Linked DNA regions of Ovis canadensis: region 1 is linked to region 2. The links are chromatin contacts, called in public Hi-C maps. All regions are on one chromosome and are shown on one strand. The core of a region is the stretch at or near the end of the contact, and the rest is flanking DNA. Distances in the headings are between cores, read along the strand shown.

Region 1 (5,801 bases), core at 2,143-4,642, 120 kb before region 2:
AAAAACAGCATTTCCTGGGAACACAAAGGTTATGCCGAAATAAAAGATTTGGAAGGAAGTATGATGAATCTGGGATGAAGTTTACTTCCTGCAGAGGAAATTACAATTCTGCAATTCGGAGGGAGAGGAAATGGATCACTTTAGACCCCCATGTGAATCTCTGAAAGAGGAAGTCTGTGCCAAGGTAGGCTTTGGGGGTCTGGGAGCAGAGAGCACAGGGCCTCACTTTGTGGGGTGGGACTGAGCAACCCAGGGAACAGTGGAATGTCTTCTTGACATTCCGCTCAGGAGCTCAGGAGGGGTGCTGACTGCCAGCAGGCGACCAGGGGCCCCAGTGGTTGGTGAGCAGGATAGAACAGCAGAAAGCAGCAAAGTCATGGCAATGCCTTCAGTCCGAGTAGGATCATCAAGGAGGTGGACACACACAGGACACACATGAGCCTCAGTGCTAGCACGGGCTCATGATGACCAAGTTCAGTTCAGTCACTCAGTTGTGTCTGACTCTTTGCGACCCCATGCCTGCAGCATGCCAGGCTTCCCTGTCCATCACCAACTAACTCCCGGAGTTTACTCAAACTCATGTCCATCGAGTTGGTGATGCCATCCAAACATCTTATCCTCTGTCATCCCCTTCTCCTCCCACCTTCAGTCTTTCCCAGCATCAGGGTCTTTTCCAATGAGTCAGTTCTTCGCATCAAGTGGTCAAAGTATTGGAGTTTCAGCTTCAACATCAGTCCTTCCAATGAACATTCAGAACTGATTTCCTTTAGGATTGACTGGTTTGATCTCCTTGTTCTCAAGAATCTTTTCCAGAACCACAATTTAAAAGCATCAATTCTTCGGCGCTCAGCTTTCTTTATAGTCCAACTCTTACATCCATACATAACTACTGGAAAAACCATAGCTTTGACTAGATGGACCTTTTTTAGCAAAGTAATGTTTCTGTTTTTTAATATGCTGTCTAGGTTGAAGACCAAGGGCCAGGTGCAATCTCCCCATCCCCACCTCACCAATGCCTCTGGGAGTCTGGCTTCAACCTTAGGGAGAAGGCAGGAAGGGGAATGTACTCAGCTGGCAAAGAAAGCTCCTGGAGATTATTTTCTCCAAACTAGGATTAAGCCATGAAGAGAAATGGGAGCTGGAGACAGAAATTACCCAACTGAAAAATAAGAAAAAGAAACATCAGCACACCTGAGCTGATAGCCTGTGAAATTTGGACCAACTGAATTGTTTTCTTTTTGATATTCTACACATAATTAAAAATTTTTTAAAAATAAGCTATTTTAGAATAGATTTAGATTCTAAAATAATAAGACAAGTTGTGAAAATAGTACAGAGTTCCCTTATAGCTCAATCCAATTTTCCCATATTACTCACAATAAATGAATCAGTACTGGTACATTATTATTAACTAAAGTCCATATGTTATTCATATTTTCTTAGTTTTTACCTAATGTGCTTTCTTGGTTCCAGGATCCTTAAGGGTACTACATTATATTTAGTTATTGTTTCCTTGGGCTCGTCTTGTCTGTGACAATTTTCAGACTTTCCTTACTTCTGTTGACCTTAACAGTTTGGGGAAGTATTGGTCAGGTCATTTGTAGAACGCCCTTAACTGGGATTTGTCTGTTATTTTTCTCATGGTTAGACTGTGTTTCTGGGAGGAATACAATAGGGCTAAAGTGGCATTTTCATTACATCATATCAAGGGTACATACTATCCACATGATTTATCTCTGCTGGTGATCTTGTGAAGTAATGTTTGTCAGTTTTCTTCATTATAAAGTTACTCTTCTGGAAGTTGAATGTGCAGACCACAGTTAAGGACTATTCCATCTCACTGAGGGCAGAGTATCTAAGTATTTATTTTGAATTCTTCTTCGAGGAACATTTGTCTCTTCTCTCTTAATTATTTACTCATTCAATCATTGCATTATATCGGTATGCACTCATGGATATTTATTTTATACTTTGGGTATAATAGAACATTGCTTTATTTTGCTGTTCAAATTGTTACAGCTTTGATCACTGGGAGCTCTTTCAATGGGCTTCTGTGTCCCTTCGAGAGACCTTCATCATTGTTCTGGATGTTGATTAAATAAACATTTTTTCGTAGCACTTCCTTATCATCTGGCACAACAAGATGCTCTAGGTTCTCTTGTATATTTCCTGTTCTAGTCCCAGAGTCAGCCAATTCACCTGAGGAACCCGGGTTCCTTTTACTGAAGAACGGTGTTAATAAAGATCTGAGTGCCTGATGTGCGACTTGCTACAAGTGTTATGCCAAATTCACTCAGTTGACAGAGCAAGGAAATGTACATACATGTTAGAGCCTGTGTATATATACACACATATCTGCAAATCTTTTCTTACCCACCTGCATCTATATTAATCTAAACAAGGGTTCATACTGACGTCTCCAACTCTAATTCCGTACCACACAGATCATTCTAGACTTCCTCACAATGAAAAACTTGGTATTCATCATTCACTATTCATTTCCTTAATTGTTCATTTCCAGTGTTCATGTATATTGGTTTCATCAGTATTCCACCAGTTTTTTTTTTAATCAATCTTATCTATCTCTTCTTGCTTCCGGCGCACTAGACACCTTTTGCTCCCTTCGGTTGTAGCCACGTACATAGGTGTTTGTACTCGAATATTTTGTCAAATGAGGGCGTGACACGGATCTTCCTTAAAGCTGGATGTCACCTACCCCTCACTTCCTTTGGTCTCCTTAGCCATCATCACCTTCCCCCTTCTCTACATTCTGGTGGAGCAGGGGCGGAGGAGCTGTGAGTCCCGAAGGAGACTGTGGCAGACGAGGAGACAGACGGCCCCCAGTTCAGAGGCCTGCTCCATTATTCCCTCTGAGGCTGGAGTACAACACACGACCCGTTTTCATGATCTCTTTCCATTCAACAACGATTGTGGAGCCCAGACTACGCGCACACCGGGCCCTGAGCAGGAGTCAGCCCGCCCCGCGGTGAGATCAGTCATCAACAGCTCCAGCGATCGGAGGGCGGTGCGGCGCTGCAGGAGCGAGCGTCCAACGGGGGGCGCCATGCCGCGCCTGGAAAGGTGCGCGCCCTCGCTGCCTCAGAGCGTTCCCTCCTTTTCGCCGCCGCCCGCAAGACGGAACAACGCTGAAACGCTCCCGCCGCCGCCCGCCAGCCCTCCTGCGCGGCCCCGCCCCTCCCGCCAGGCCCCGCCCATCACACGCCCCGCCCACCCGCCGAGCCCACGCTCCGGCCCCAGACGATATTCACCGGAAATTCCCGAAGCCCCTCTCTCTTTTTTTTTTTTTCCCCCTTCCTCTCCTTTCCCTGCTCTCCCTTTTCCTTTCACCCGGGTTCCCTCCGCCGTGATTTTCCCCCCTCCCCTCTCCTTCCTTTCCCCATCTGAAATCAAGATGGAGGCTCGCAGCGGCCGCCGGCGTCCGTGATCGCGGAGCTCCCGCCGGCCCCCTCGGGCCCCCCCATCCCCCGCCGCCCTCGCGACTGCGTGTCCGGCGCCGCGGTGCGCGTGGCTGCCCGCGCTCCGGCCGGCGCTGCCGAGGCCGTGGCTCCGCGCTCCCGCCCCGCGGCCGGCTCGCGGCTCCCGGGCGGAGTCCTCGTCTATGTGGGCGCGCTCCTCGGGCCGAGCCGCCGCCGCCGCCCGCCGCCGCCGCCGCCGCCCCGGGGCTCTGCGTCCACGCGCCGGGCGCGGACAGCAGGGCGATCGGCGCCGCCAGGCCCGGCGCGGAGCGGGCGGCGCGCGGCGCTAGGGGCGCGGGGCCCGAGCCGGGCGCGGCCGCGGGCGCAGCCGCAGCCATGAGCGGCAGCAGCAGCAGCGGCGGCGGCGGTGCTGCCGCCGCCCCCGCCGCGTCCTCCGGCCCCGCCGCTGCGGCCAGCGCGGCGAGCTCGGGCTGCGGGGGCGGCGCCGGCGAGGGAGCCGAGGAGGCGGCCAAGGACCTGGCCGACATCGCGGCCTTCTTCCGATCCGGTGAGTGCACCCGCGCCGCTGCCCGCGCGCTCCGCCACCGGCCCCCGCCGTGGAGGCGAGGTCCGCGGTCCCCGGCGCGCCCGGTTCTTGCTCGCCCGCCCATCGGGCTTCGGAGCGCGCCCGCCCAGGCCGCTGCCCTGCGCCCCAACACCCGCGGGTCCCGTTGCCCGCGCCGCCCCGAGCGCCGCGGATCGGCCCGGGCGCCTCCGGCTCGCCCTTCCCTTCGCCCCCGCCCCTGGTTTCCCGGGTGAAATCTCCCCGTCGCCCGCCCCAGCGGCTACCGCTCCACCGGTTGGGGCGCCGGCTCTTTGTCTCCTTCGCGGGAGGGCGGATGAGGCGGCGGCGGCAGGGACGGCGAGGGCGGAGGCCCCCCTGTTCCCCGGAGGCCGAGCGGACGGGGGCGGCGGGGCCGGGCCCCGGGAAAGCGGTCTCTCATTTGGCCTGGTCTCCGTGGCCGATTTGTCTGTGGTCCCTCCTCAGCTCCATAAGCAGCCAGGTTTCTTCTCTCGTCTGTCACCTCCCCGGCCTCGATCTACACTTCTGTGAAACGGGGCTGCCGGGGCACTGGCCGCCCGGGGAGGGGAGGAGGGCGGTGATGGCTGAAATGGAGCGCGGCCGGCCGGGCGATGGGTGAGCCATTGTCTCCGGGGGTAGCCCGGGAGAGACACTCTGGGGACGTGGTGGCCCCGGGGGTGGAGATGCGGGGCCGGCACGCGCTGGGCCCTGCCCGGCAGGTAGTGCCGGGGTGGCCGTGTGTCTCTTAGGCAAAGAGGAGGGAGTTGGTCACGGGAGAGGCGAGCTTTGCGACCCGCCCGCGGGGAACCGGCGCGGGAGGCGTGACAGGGCGTCCTGGGGACCCCGGCGGCGGCGCCTCGTCCAGCCCGCTCCCTTGTGTCCCCGCGCCCAGTCCAGTTTGTTCGCGCGTCCGGGCCACCTCGCGGCCCCGCAGCGCGGTGCCCGGCGGACCAGGCGCGGGGCAGGGAGGTTGCAGACTGGGCGCTGGAAAGCCGAGGAGGGCGGGCCAGGCCGGGGCGGGCGGATGGGCGCGGGGCGCGCGCGGGGTGCTGGTGGCAGCTCCCGGGAGGACGTCGGGGGAGCGGACTGCGACGGGGCGCCCGCCGGAGGCCGGAGGCTCACGTTTCTTCGTGGCCCCTTTCAAAATCCAGTCGCCAGATCCTGTGAGATCAGATGGGTGATCTGGTGAGTTCAGATGGGTAATCCGGGTCGCAGGGAGCAATTTGCAGCGGGTGCGCGATGGTCGGAAGCAGAAGTTAGCCTTGCCGGGTAGAGCCCTGGTTTAGTAGTACTGTCTTCCCTCGTTTTCTTGATCCTTGCCAGGCGGGGTTCGTTTTGAGTCGTTTTAACAGATTGGTTGTGGCTGGGAGTGACACTCGCTGACTCTGCTGTCAGCTTGGGGTTAATACACTCCCCAGTGCTCTCTCTCCCTGTGAGGTCCCCGGAGAAAGCAAAGGTTTAGGAAAACACAAACTCCTTCAAATGAAAGCCTTTTTTTGTGTGCAACTCGCCCGATAGAGCAGCCCCATCTTACCACTTAATAGCAGACCTGGGACGTCTTCCCTTCATGCCCTGAAGCTAAGTCTAGCCTGTCTTCTCTCTCTCTCTCTCTCTCTCTCTCTCCACCACCTGTCACAGAATAATAGATTCTGTGCAGAATCCAGCGCCTTTCAAAGGCGTGTGTGCCCTGGAGAGGGAATTTTTGGTGCTTATGAGGCCAGACTTTCTTACATCTTCATTATGCACAGTAGAGAAATCACTTCTGCTCATAAGAGCCTCAGAAGACATCAAGTTGGACTGGA
Region 2 (5,508 bases), core at 2,539-5,038:
TTGGTCTGAGGAGGAGATGGGAGGGGGGTGTGTGTGTGTTCGTGTGTGTGTGTGCATGTTGGGGGGTGTTTCTGGCTGATTGGGGAACAGTGTGTGTGTGCAACTTCAGCTGTAAGCAAGGGTGGTTCACTGCAAGCTGTTAGAATTCCTGGAGTGGGTGTGGGGAGAGGGTCCTGAACGGAGGCGAAGAATAGTGAGGCTGCAGGAGTAAGTGGATGTCAAGTCTTGAGGACCTCTGTGCCACGTCTTGGAGTTTGGACTTGATTGGAGGTATCGACTGAAAAATAACAGTCACAACCTGAAAGTAGAGAGTTATTTTATTTTGGTGGGAATGTTTAGGACTCTGAGCCCAGGAGAAGATAACTGAGAAAACTGCTCTAAGGAGGTAGGGTGGGAAGTCAGGCTCTATGCAGGTTTGCAACAAAGGGCGCAGGCAGTCTGAACATCAAAGGTCAGGCATCAAGTCAAGGAATTTATAGCATTCTGTGTATGAGAAGATGCAAGCCTGTGGACTCCCTGAATTCACTCCTTTCATATGCACCTCAGCTCTCGGGGCAGTCCTGTTTCCTTGCTCATCTTGCTGCCTGCATTCTCCCAGCTCCTCAGCAGTCGCCGTGGGGGCTGGCAGCATCTGCTGGATCGCAGTTTGGGGAGCCCTTGTTCACATTTGGAGGCCAGAAATTGCTGATGGCGGTGACAGGTCTTGTTTATTAATACGGCAGGAGATATTTTGATTTCACAGTAGCCACTGGCGAATTTTAGGGGAGTGGATTTGGGAGATGTGCATTCAGGGGGAGGGTGCCAGAATGAATCCCAGGGAGTCATGAGTGTCCATTAGGAGGTTGTTGGAGGCACACACGTAAGGGTCATGCTGGCCGGTGGACACAATACTCCCGAGTGTGCAGGAGGGCAAGAGAGGATGAGGGTAGGGCGAGCCCAGGTTCCTGGTTAAGTCGTGCGGTGGGTGGTTTGTGGGGCCTGGTACTGCGCTGGGACCCACACCATGGGGAGCAGGTCTGGGAAGATGCGCGTGAGTTCGGGGTTAGATATTTGGAGAAGACTGTACCCCAGGCACCTGCCCACTGGTTCACAACCCCTCTTTGTTCCAGCCAAGACCGACCACAACCATCTCTCCCCATAAATCCTACATCTTAGACGACATCTCATTCTGATTTCCTCTGGCCGCGTTTTTCCATACTTGTGTGTCTCTCACTTGACAGACTTGCTACTCATGTTGCTTTGCCAAACACAGCGAGTTCAACAAAAGGACCCTAGATTACACTGGATGTTCAAGTCACCCCAGATCAGAGCAAATCAGTACATACCAAGAGGAGTTTCAATACCACCCATTTATACCAGTTCTCTGTAATCAAGAGCCTTTTTGTAGGTAATAATCAAAAAGATATGGGAAAGAGTAGAGTTACAGCTTTATTTTCCAAAGCCTTTTTCAGAATTTGATTGTGATGTGCATTAAAACAAATATACCCGTGTATTAGATTTTTTTCTTGTTTGGTAGAGGGTTAGGGTACTACCCCTTATGGACTGTTTGCTGTCACGATGAAAGAAGCTGCGTTTAGCAGTCAGCCTTGCTCTGTTTGCTCCAGTTGGACTGTTGTGTGACTGTTACTCGTTGGCTGCAAATTAACTTTTTAAACAGTTTTCCTGAGAGGCTGCTCCTTATGTAAAGCAAATCTTACTCGATGTCCATCAGCACACAGAGCTATGTGTCTGCAAGTGTATGTGTGTGTGTAAATGTAAATGTAGTTTAGCATGAGTGATAGGTCCCAAGATGCAGCCTGGGCGAGCTTCCCCCAGAGGCCTCTAGGGCAGTACCAGCATAAACACAGCCAGACGGGTTCTTTCTCTTGGCATCAGACAGACACGAGGATAAGGTTTCTCTGTGCTTGGCCCCGAGCTGGCCCCTGGGGAGGCAAAGATAAATGGCACATCTGGGCACATGGTTCTTTGTTGATTTATGAGATTGTAGAATTACCCCCCCCCCCCCACTCCCTTTTTTTTTTGCTATTCCTCTTCCTATTTTGACTGTTGGAATATTTCCTTTCACTGGCCTATTATTGATGCTTTTAAATTAACCTCTAACAGTTACCATATAATTAAATCATCAAATGTTAAAAATTCTACAGATGTTTTCATTATAGTAAAGTATGTGTAATAGTCAAAATATTCTTGTTATGGTTTCTTTTTGTGTGCGTGATAATTTTTCTTTGTTTTTCTATATTTTGTGCTCAAGACATTAAAAGTCAGAGCTCTTTTAAGTTGAAACATTCTTAACGGCCTCGAATCAATCAAACCTCTCTCGCAGTATGATGTTACAGGCTATTGCTTCTAAAATTATGTGAAGGAATAAATCAGTGAGCCTGACAGTTATTATAACCATAAAGGTTATAAGTAAAAATTATAATGCTGCAGTATGAAACCCCATCCATATTCCTGCGTGGTGGCCTGTGAGCATGTCCCTATTCTTGGTATAAATACTTCACTTTATATGCAGTCTGTTGCTGCTGTTGTTCAGTTGCTAAGTCGTGTCCGACCCTCGTAATGATCTTGTGTGTGTGGACTGCACTTACAGATATATGGGAAAATAATATAAGCCTTGCATTGTTTTGATTTTTTATATATTAGTAAAGAAGACAGGTAAAAACATTTGATTTACAACCTTGTCTCTTCCCCCCCCCCCCCCCCCCCCGCCCCGCCCTCATCTTCAGAGAGGATGCAGGCTTAGAGAAAATGCTTCCTTCCTACGCAACACTGATCTCAGTGCTTGCCGGGCTAAAATCCCTGATAGCGCAAACCGCGTGCCCCGCGCGGCACCGCTCCCCGTGATCCGTGACTAATCCTGCAGGCACTGCGGAGAAAGGTCCGGACTCGGAACTGCGGACGGCCTGCCTGGAAAGGGTGACGTCACCTCTGTCTGCGCGTGCGCGCGGCCGCTGATGCAGAGACGTTATCACCCGGCTCTTTGTGCTCTGGGGTGCATGCGCGCGGCTCTCCCCTAAATAAAGTGATGAGTAACATTCGGTAATCACCACCAAGACTCCGTACTAATAGGAACCCTCCAGCTTACTGCTGCACGTTGCTTTTCTTTGTTCTTTCAAGATGCTGCTTTACTTATTAACTTTTTTTTTTTTTTGCCGCTACAAGCTGTGTTTTTATAAGGATGGGGATCTTTGCAGTCCTCCCCCACTTTCAGGTTTCCCGCTTAGTAAATACTAAAGTAGAACAGCTGACAGGCAAATGCGACCTCTGAAAACGGATGAGCAGGGCAGTTTGCCTTGTCATTTAGGGACAAATCCCAGTGAAGGTGAACTGGGCTGTTCAGAACAAGGTGCCAGTTCATTGGTTACAGCTCAAATGGGGAAGAAATGACGGTATTTTTTTTCCTAACACTGTTTTTACTTTAAAAAAAAATTGACTCATGTAGTTGGAGGATTAGGTATAATTTCAAATGACTAGTATATGTCAGTAGTCCCAGAAGAAATATGGAGGGAAAATACTAACCTGTGTTTTGGTTTAGACTTTTAAAAATTTGATTCATTTTTAAAACTCATTTGATTTGCTTCATCTTAATTCTTTTTAAAACAGCTACATAAATTTTGTTGGGATGATGTGCGGCATAAAAGCTTTTTGCTCATTGTAAAAATATTTCTGTGGTGCTTTCTTTTTAAATTGAAAAAACAACAACACGCTGAGGGGTGGGGGCAGTGGGTAGCTCTTCCTTTTCTGTTTGTTGTTTTTAAAAAAAATCTGATACCAAGGAAGTGACCAAGCCTGTGAGCATTCTGGTCAGCAGTGACTCGCTTCAGAAGGTATTTGTTCACAGTAACAATGCAGTACCTCCTTGTAGAGTGGAGGGGTAAAAAATAAGTTGATTCAGACCACTGGTACAACTAAAAGGTTTTCCATTGCTGAATAACTTGTGGAATGTTTACTCTTAGGACCCAGAGGTTAATTTTCCTTGTTAGAAGTGTAAGTCATACTATAGGCCATCTGAACAATACTGAGCTTAATAGTTTACAAACCTGGAACGGAAAGTGGTAAGGAACACTGGGGTGCCTCTGTGGGGGTTTCAGGGGCAAGAAGCTGGAGAAGTATTGTTGTTCTGTTAGTTCATTGTCTGCTCATTCGTTCGTGCAGTCAGCCCATGTTCATTGACCATCCTGTGCCTGACATCTGGGAAACAGCAGTGAAAGAAACAGACGGGTCCTCTGGCTTGCAGGTGGATTTAGAGGAAGAGGGGAAAAGCAGTCCTCCTGATGGGCAACATAATGCGAGTCACTTTAGGGAATGTGGATAATTTGGGAGCGGGGGTTGAGGGGGGATTGAAATAGATCACAAATCAACAGACTACTGAGCCAAATAGCAATCTGAAAGGTGATAGCAGAATCAATTTTGGCAAGTCACATCATGCTGAACCTGGAGGGCGGGGTTTGAGATATTTTTAAATGAAAATGTTAAAATTTCTGAATATTCAAATATGATTGCTTGAGGGAAAAGGTGTTATTTGTGTTGACTGAAACCAAATGAACGAGGAAAGAAGGTCATCAACCGCTAACGGCACATTTATGTTCACGATGAAATCAGATTTGTAGGCGCCCCCCCACCCCCAATAGCATTCAAGAAACATCAAGATCGAGAGTAATACGTTTATCATATGAACATTATCATAGAACGTTTATCATATGAATGTTCTGGTCAAATTTCTCTCACATTTGGTTTAAGAGAACAGTTGTTGCCTGCCTTTTAGGCCTCCCCTGGGACATCCCCTTTGCACCAAGAAGGAGCTTGGTGAGCTTTGGCTGACTGCATCTTCACTGTGCCCTGAAGCTAGCATTTCATTAAAATTCACATGGGCTTCTCTGTCTCAGCAAAATGTACTTTAAATTGTAACAAGTGTCCAGTCTCTCTCCACACACTTCAGTATCAGTTCAGTTCAGTCGCTCAGTCGTGTCGGACGCTTTGCGACCCCATGAATCGCAGCACGCCAGGCCTCCCTGTCCATCACCAACTCCCAGAGTTTACCCAAATTCATGTGCATCAAGTCAGTGATGCCATCCAGCCTTCCCATCCTCTTTCGTCCCCTCTTCTCCTGCCCCCAATCCCGCCCAGCATCAGGGTCTTTTCCAATGAGTCAACTCTTCGCATGAGGTGAGCAAAAGTTTTGGATTTTCAGCCTCAGCATCAGTCCTTCCAGTGAACACCCAGGACTGGTCTCCTTTAGGATGGACTGGTTGGATCTGCTTGCAGTCCAAGGGACTCGCAAGAGTCTTCTCTAGCACCGCCTGTGTAATTGGAAAAGTATGTAATTTACGAAATGGTCCAACAACTACCTGTCCTCTGACTTTGGCCATTTACCTCTGTTTATTATCCCCATTCATGTTGCTTTTCTCTCTCTCTCTCTCTCTCTCTCTCTCTCTCTCTCTCTCTCTCTCTCTTCCTTTTTTTTTTTTTTGCCCTTTCTTTCCTTAGTTTAGTCTCTCAGTCGTGTCC

The links. Hi-C and Micro-C count contacts between places; a contact is called where the count stands out from the background.
Region 1: a contact with region 2 is called in a Hi-C map of fibroblasts, with 4 times the contacts expected there. The contact joins the promoter of TRIO here to the enhancer-like site in region 2. A contact is called at or near these places in 2 of 2 Hi-C or Micro-C datasets (fibroblasts and lung).

Annotation. Positions count from the first base shown.
Region 1 is chr16:72,307,304-72,313,104 of ARS-UI_OviCan_v2, reverse strand. TRIO (trio Rho guanine nucleotide exchange factor) reads left to right here and starts at 3,392. Exons shown (of 57, transcript XM_069556151.1): 1 at 3,392-3,984. The coding sequence starts at 3,813.
Region 2 is chr16:72,188,666-72,194,173 of ARS-UI_OviCan_v2, reverse strand. All of the region lies in intron 1 of TRIO (trio Rho guanine nucleotide exchange factor), which reads left to right. Among named protein-coding and RNA genes, the nearest start is that of TRIO, 120 kb to the left of the region's middle. Within about 2 kb of position 3,788, the one cell type or tissue checked has open chromatin away from gene starts, as enhancers often do. A contact at or near this core is called in fibroblasts, where this site is marked.